Regions from separate parts of the Sus scrofa genome. Here region 1 is linked to region 2. A link is a contact called in public HiChIP or PLAC-seq data. All regions are on one chromosome and are shown on one strand. Each heading gives the region's core, a stretch centred on a gene start, on an enhancer-like site or on the middle of the called end of the contact. The rest is flanking DNA. Distances are from core to core; before and after follow the strand shown.

The links. HiChIP or PLAC-seq counts read pairs in DNA pulled down with a chosen protein or histone mark.
Region 1: an H3K27ac HiChIP or PLAC-seq map of alveolar macrophages shows a contact between it and region 2. The contact joins the promoter of MDK here to the enhancer-like site in region 2. A contact is called at or near these places in 3 of 5 promoter capture datasets (fetal liver, fetal skeletal muscle and liver), 14 of 47 Hi-C or Micro-C datasets (alveolar macrophages, blood, embryonic fibroblasts and 9 more) and 2 of 2 datasets of contacts at active chromatin or transcription factors (alveolar macrophages and skeletal muscle).

The regions. Positions count from the first base shown.
Region 1 is chr2:16,131,227-16,134,843 of Sscrofa11.1, reverse strand. It overlaps MDK (midkine (neurite growth-promoting factor 2)), which reads left to right and starts at 1,981. Exons shown (of 5, transcript NM_001195352.1): 1 at 1,981-2,041; 2 at 2,332-2,408; 3 at 2,527-2,694; 4 at 2,809-2,970. The coding sequence starts at 2,333. It overlaps DGKZ (diacylglycerol kinase zeta), which reads left to right. Exons shown (of 31, transcript XM_021085253.1): 31 at 1-798. The coding sequence ends at 103.
Region 2 is chr2:15,961,250-15,964,978 of Sscrofa11.1, reverse strand. All of the region lies in intron 1 of AMBRA1 (activating molecule in BECN1-regulated autophagy protein 1), which reads right to left. Among named protein-coding and RNA genes, the nearest start is that of AMBRA1, 28 kb to the right of the region's middle. Within about 2 kb of position 2,133, at least 31 of the 83 cell types and tissues checked have an H3K27ac peak or open chromatin away from gene starts, as enhancers often do. A contact at or near this core is called in alveolar macrophages, mesenteric adipose tissue, omental adipose tissue and 3 more, where this site is marked.

The sequences.
Region 1 (3,617 bases), core at 732-3,231, 170 kb before region 2:
GCAGCGGGCTGAGAAGGCTCAGGACACGGAACTGGCCGCATACTTGGAGAACCGGCAGCACTACCAGATGATCCAGAGGGAGGACCAGGAGACGGCTGTGTAGCTGTGAGGCCAAGGCCAGAGCAGCAGCAGGGACAAGGACTGGGTCGGGCGGCAGAAGGATGAGCCCCTCCTCACCCACCTCACTGCCACATTCCAGTCGGAAGTCGCAGAGGGACCCAGGCCCGAGGGACCCAGGCCCCAGGGCCGAGCCCCGTGCTGCCCCCCTGAGGAGCTGCCCAGATCAGGGCTGGACTCTGAGAAGCTGGGGTGGGGGGGCGGTCTCACCCATTGCGCTGAGGCTCCAGCATAACTCAGAGGTTCAACGGGGAAACAGGAGACTGGGCTGGGCTGGGCTGGGCAGGCCTTTGGGGGGACGGGGGCAGCCCTCACCCTCACTGCAGGGGCTGCCCTGGCGTTTAGGGGGAGAAAGAGGGCAGAGGGGCTCGAGGCCCTATCAGGGGGCCTTCAGGAAAAGGCTTCTGAAGATTCCCAGGCCTCTGGGACCCCCACTCAGGCTCCTGGGAGCTTGGGCCTGGTCTCCTGCCCTGATCCCAACCCTCCCGCCGGCCTCCTCCTGGAAACAAGGAGCCTGCTGCATCTGCCTGCGGCTGCCTGCCCTGCTTAGCACCTACCCCGTGACCCTCCTCTCTACCCGGTCATTTCACCTCCGACTGTGTGGCCCGGGGGTGGGGTGGGGCTCTCACGGTGACATGTTTACAGCTGGGTGTGACTCAGTAAAATGGATTTTTTTTCCTTTCTGCTTTTCTTTTTTTTTGCGGGGGAGATCTTCCTCCAGAAGCAGGGGGGTGTGCCGGGTTCCCCTCAGGCTGGGGACCCGAACACCGCAGACCCAGACCCAGACTCGCTTCAGGGGGTCCCGGTGCCCCTTTGGTGTGGGGTCCTAGGGGCTGCCCGGGACCTGACCTCGGCCTGGCTGCCGCGCTCGTCGCGGCTGGGGGAGGAGCCGATTTCCTCCTGCTTCCCGCTTCCCGCTGGGACGGTAACAATGAAAGTGAAAGAGGTAGAGCGGGGCGAGGCCTGGCTTCTGGGGCCCCTCGGCCCAGTGGCCTTGGGCAAGCCCCCCCCAACCCCCCGACCTAAGCTGCGTTCGCTGTTTAGGGGATCGGATGAGGTGGTCCCCGAGGCCCCTGGGTCAGAAGGGCTGGGCATTTGCAGCTGCTGCCGGGCCGGGTCTGGAACTTTTCTCAGACGGCTCTTGTCAGCTCCAAATCCAGGTCTGCGCGCTCCTCCTCCCTCAACTCCCCAGCCCCCGACCCCTCCAACCTGCGCTTGGAGAAAGGCGGAGGGCCTCGGCACCCGCGACCCGTGCGCTTCCCCGGGGTTCCCGGGCCCAGCGCCCCCGACATCGAGCAGAGCATCTCCCCGCACCCTTAGTGAAGCATTCGAGGCGCGGGCTGGCACTTCTTCCCCAGCGTCTAAGGGGCCCTGGGAGATGGAGCAGGGCCTCGACGGGGTTAAATGCTGCACCCGGGCCTCGGGGGCCGGAGCCGCACACAGGCTCCCAGCGGGCCCCGCGCCGAGACCTGTGACACACCCGGGGCTCCGTGCTCCCTCCAGGTGGCCACCTAAGGCTTCGTGGCCGTGGAGGGAAGCTGGCGGCCAGCGGGGAGAGGGGACGGCAAGCAGGAGCCCAGGACCCACGGAGCCCGTGGTTGGGGGCCAGGGACAGGGCGTGCCAGGACCGGACGGAAGCCCGGGGCCGGGAGAGCTGGGCGTCTGGGGATGGAGGGTGTGGGGCCGACTGGCGGGAAGCTGGGGTAGAGGCTGGGGGCGCGGGGCGGGAGCGAAGGCGGGGACCGCGGGGTCGGGGGCGGCGCGGGTTTGAGGGGAGGGGGCGGGACCTTCCTCGGTGGGGGGGGGAGGGGGCGGGGGCCCATGTGACCGGCTCAGACCGGTTCTGGAGACAAAAGGGGCCGCGGCGGCCGGAGCGGGACGGGCCCGGCGCGGGAGGGAGCGAAGCAGCGCCGGCAGAGAGCGAGTGAGTGCGCGGGGCCCCGGAGGGCGCACGGCGGCCTCGGCCCCTCGGCCGCAGCCGACCTGAGGGCTGGACGCGGGGTGGGGGTCTGAGCTGCGTCCCGGGCTGCAGACGGCCCCCGGGGGAGACGCCTCCCTCCGTGCGCCCCGGCGGGCGGCTAGGGGCCAGCGCCCCTGAGTCCGCCGCCGCCGCCGTACCAGCCCGACCCCTTGGGCCTGGAAACTGGGGAAAGGAGGTGGGAGGTCCACGCCTGCAGCCCCGGACGGGGACCCTGACCCGTGCTCTCCCCCCAGGATGCAGCGCCGAGGCTTCCTCCTCCTCGCCCTCTTCGCCCTGCTAGCGCTCACCGACGCGGTGGCCAAAAAGAAAGGTGATACAGGGGTTGAGGGATTGAAGGAGGGTCGAGGTGCGGCCGCGACCCCAGGAGGGGGTCTCTGCGAGAGTCTCTCCTGGCCCGGGTCCTGAGTTCTGTTCCCCGTGCGTTGTAGACAAAGTGAAGAAGGGCGGCCCGGGGAGCGAGTGTGCCGAGTGGACCTGGGGGCCCTGCACCCCCAGCAGCAAGGACTGCGGAGTGGGTTTCCGCGAGGGCACCTGCGGGGCCCAGACGCAGCGCGTCCGGTGCCGAGTGCCCTGTAACTGGAAGAAGGAGTTTGGAGGTGAGGTGGGGCGCAGGCGGAGGGTAGGCAGGGGTGGGGGTTGCCTGGGCAAACCGGTGGCGAGGGCGGCTGGCGGCCCAGCTCTGACCCCCGCCCCCCGCACTCTCCCGCCAGCTGACTGCAAGTACAAGTTTGAGAGCTGGGGGGCATGTGATGGGGGCACAGGCACCAAAGCCCGCCAAGGCACCCTGAAGAAGGCTCGGTACAATGCTCAGTGCCAGGAGACCATCCGTGTGACCAAGCCCTGCACCCCCAAGACCAAAGCCAAGGCCAAAGGTTAGTGAAGGGGGTGCAGTCGTCGCAGGGAGTTGCCCCACCTGTAAAGGGAATGATGAAGCCTGACGTTCTGCATTCTGACCAGCGACGTCTTGATGTGTTTGCCCTGGGGCTCCCTGTAGACAGAGACCGCAGATAAGTGGTCCTGAGGGCCTTGCAGAAGGTGCTCAGGAGATTGAAGTCTTGGCTCCAGGAAGGACAGAGCTGTTCTGTTGGAGCGTTTGGCCTCGGATTCAGGGAAGTGGACCTGGAAGGGCTTAGCTTTGCCGTGTCTCCAGCAGGAGGGGGCAGTTGCTATGTTGGAAGGACTTCACAGTCCATATTTCCTCCCTCCCTTAGCTTCATTTCTGACTCACAGCAGCCCTGGAGGCCAACAGGGTAGAGGTGGATCTGCCCACTTCTCAGGTGAGGGGGCAAGGCTATTGTCCAGGGCTGCTAGGACCAGGACAGGGACCGGGAACTTTTAAGTTTTTCTGATCCCAAGTGAAAGTCAAAGTTGGGGGACTGAGGACTGTCCAGCATCATAATGGCTGCCCTATCTTGCCAGTTTCCAGACCAGCTGATAGAGAACCACCAGGGGGCAGAATTTTCTTCTCTCAGATCTGTGTGTGTCAGGGGTGGAGGTGGGGGGGGCCTCTCCACTGGGT
Region 2 (3,729 bases), core at 884-3,383:
AGTCCTTCGTGATGCAGCACATCATATCCTCAGACTGTCTCAGTTAGTTAGACGGTAAACGGCATGATCATTTGGCAACACATGATCACTAAGATGAGTCTGTATCAGCCAGGTTCTCTTTATAAAGGTGTATTTCCCCCTTTACAATTAGCCCCTGTGGCTAACGTTTGGCACCCTGTTTCTCTTCAACCTTTTGCTTAACAGTTTAGCAGTTACTGATGATTCTTTCTTAAATTATTTCATGTTGATTTTCCACTCCCATCATTATTTCTACATTTATTAGCTGGCATTCTTCTGGAGAGAACTTTCCCTTAATAACTGAAGCAGAGTAAACACTTTATTTTTTCCCTTTAATTACTACCTCTTATTGTTTGTAACAGCAAAAATTGGGGACAACCCAAGTGTCCATATGAAGGGGAAGAGATGACTAATAGGGTAAGCAAGATTCTCTGGGTACCAATAAAAGAGATCTACAAGATACAGTGTTCAGAAGAGGGAAAAGCAAGGGGAAATTAATGGTCACTTATTAGGGACTGAGGGAAAAAGGTGAATGGAGACAAAGATGAAAACTAGACTCCTCTTTTTGTTTGTTTTTTGGTTTTTCATCTTTTTAGGGCCACACCTGCAGCACATGGAAGTTCCCAGGCTAGGGGTCGAATCGGAGCAGCAGCTGATGCCGGCCTACACCACAGCCACAGCAACACCAGATCCAAGGCACTTCTGCAACCTACATTGCATCTTTCGGCAATGCCAGATCCTTAACCCACTGAGCAAGGCCAAGGATCGAACCCACATTCTCATGAATACTAGTCAGGTTCTTAATCCACTGAGCCACAATGGGAATTCCAAAAGCTAGACTTCTCAATGTTTTTGTTTTATGTTATTTTTACTATTTATTTATTTATTTGTTTGTCTTTTCAGCACCGCACCCCATGACATATGGAGGTTCCCAGGCTAGGGGTAGAATCAGAGCTACGCCACAGCCACAACAACGTGGGATCCAAGCTGAGTCTGCAACCTACACCACAGCTCACAGCAACGCCGGATCCTTAACCCACTGAGAAAGGCAAGAGATCAAACCCGTGTCTTCATGGATGCTAACTGGATTCGTTTCCACTGAGCCATGCTGGGAACTCCCATTTTTATTTTTAAAATTATCTATTCAAAATTTAATTTTAAATATTTAATGATATGGAAAAAACACATTAAGTGAAAAAAAGCAAAATACAAAATTATATACACAATGTGATATAAGAAAAATCTTTGAGACTAATAATACAAAAGAAATAGAAAAAGTATTAAACCATGGTTACCTTTGGGTGGTAGGATCATAGATGACTTAATCATCAGGAAAGGCAGTGTTCTCTTCAGTTGTTAAATTTAAAAAGTAATAAATACTTATAAAAAATCAAACAATAATCAGCTCTTTACAGTTCATGAAAGGCTACAATCTAAAAAGTACACAACTAGATGCATCCAAATACAGAAGGAAAAATATATTTATCACCTGTGCTAAGAGCTTTTTTCCCTGGAATATTAAAACATAAAAAGTCAGAAAGATTCTATAGAAAGACATAACTCCAAGTTGCCAGTCACATACAGCACCAAGTTCCCTAATGGGTGACTGCAAACTCAAGCCTGTATACTCATAATACAGTTTTCACCCCCAGTAGCATACGATATAAATATCTACACACTGAATATGTCAACACACCGAAGGCCAACCTCCTGAATAAACTAAGGATGAACTAACTGGAAGGAAATAATCTCCTTGATGACCCTGACAACTCATGGTTTAAGATCAAAAGTCTGGAAACAAAACTGCCACACAGCTGAATAATTACGAACCCGGAAGGTGGCAGAAATATAGTTCCCATCTGTTCACCTTAACCCTTAACTGAGTCTGTAATTTTCTGGGAGCCAATCATTCTTTTACCTAATTTAGAGAGAAGTTCAGCAGAAATGAGTTTTGAGGGTCTTTTGTCCCACAGTGTAACAGTAAAAGTACTTTCAAAGAAATGCATATAAATCATTTATAATCTTATAACATGTGCTGAAAACAGCAGCAATCCAATTCCTAAAAAAATCTGACCTTCTGACCTCATGTTACTCAAGAGGAAGAAGAAAATATAGGTCACAAACATCGTATGATTCAGAAAACTGTGATGCAATCTGAAGTTCTTACAGGAATCACAAGGACAAGGAAAGAGCTGCTGCAAATAGCAGTTATCAAGAAAAAACTAAAGCTCAGGACTACCGAAGAGCTTGTCTACCAATTCCCAAGGACCTAAACACACTAAAAATTCCAACAAGACAAAGTCTGATGATGGCAAGAAGTCAATAGGACTAAAACAACTGCACAGTCTCTCTTTTGTCTGAAGAAAAATATTTGCTCTGCTTCTTTAAAAAGATAAGGAACTTTCTCCTGATGTACTCCTTACAGCCACCTGAGTAGAAATTTTATTTGTTCTCTACAAAGAACAAAAGGAACTAAATCAAACTGTAGTCAGGCAGGCCTCTTGCTGAGGAGGAAGTGCCAGTCAAACATGTTTTTCATTCTTCTTTTTAAAAAGGAGGAAGAAATAAGTTTCCTAATCTGTCCCTGAACCAGACTGGGACAAAGGGTGCCAAGAATAGTCTTTGTGATACCATTACACAGTCCCCAGAATCAATTCTCAATCACCTAAAGTCTTAAATAAGTACAACCAAAAGGATGTGCCTGGGATATGTACATTACACAAATGCTAAGATTCCACCCCATTTCCAACCACCTCTCCCTCCGTAACAATGAGAAGAGAATCACCTTGAAAGGTTTTCTCTGCTTAATCCTAGAATATAATTTAAAAACCACTAAAAAAAAAAAAAATCACCTAGAGATTATACACAACCCAGTAGAAACACAAGTTATAGATGTATAGGTTCCCCTTGCAATTTGATCATCTTATGCTATTCACTCCACTGTCTAGCAATATGATTTAGGGCAAGTTACTTAACCTCTCTGAGATTTAGCTGCCTCCTTTGTAAACAGCAATCACAGTATCTGCTTCATCATGTTGTTGTGAGGTTACTGAAATCAAAAAAGAGTGGTGGAGGAGTGCTCCTATGGCACAGCGGGTTAGGGATCTGGCATCACTGCAGAGGCTTGAGTTGCTGCTGTGGCACAGGTTCAATCCCTGGCCCTGGGAACTTCCACATTCCTCAGGCACAGCCAAGAAAAAAAGAAAAGAGTGGTGAAGCATTAACACCGTTGCTGCTATTGTTGTCATTATTTTTGAATCCTCTTCAGGGTTAACTATGGTTTCCTTCAACAAACAACAGAGCCAACTAAAACCCCTGAGACCCGAAATGCCACAATTCTCAAGAGTAGCAGATTTCTAAGAAACATCTCAAAGGCTGTTACCAAACAAGTAAAAAGTACTCAGGAAAAGTACTCATCTGTATAACCAAAGTAATTAAATAAGTTTGGGCTACTTCTACATAAAAAGTGAATCAAAAAACAGAACCAACAACTTAGAACTTTATCTACAAAACCTGGCTAATAATTCAGACACCAAATCCTCTCTACCAACAGCATTCCAGGGAAGTGAATCAGAAAGTTATTCGACCTGGAAGGGACTATGAAAATGGAGTCCAATAACCTCATTTATTTGAGTAACTGCATCTCTCTCCACTTCACTATGCCCATGTAGGCAAAGTCTAAGAGTCAAATCAGCCATGTAATACCAATAT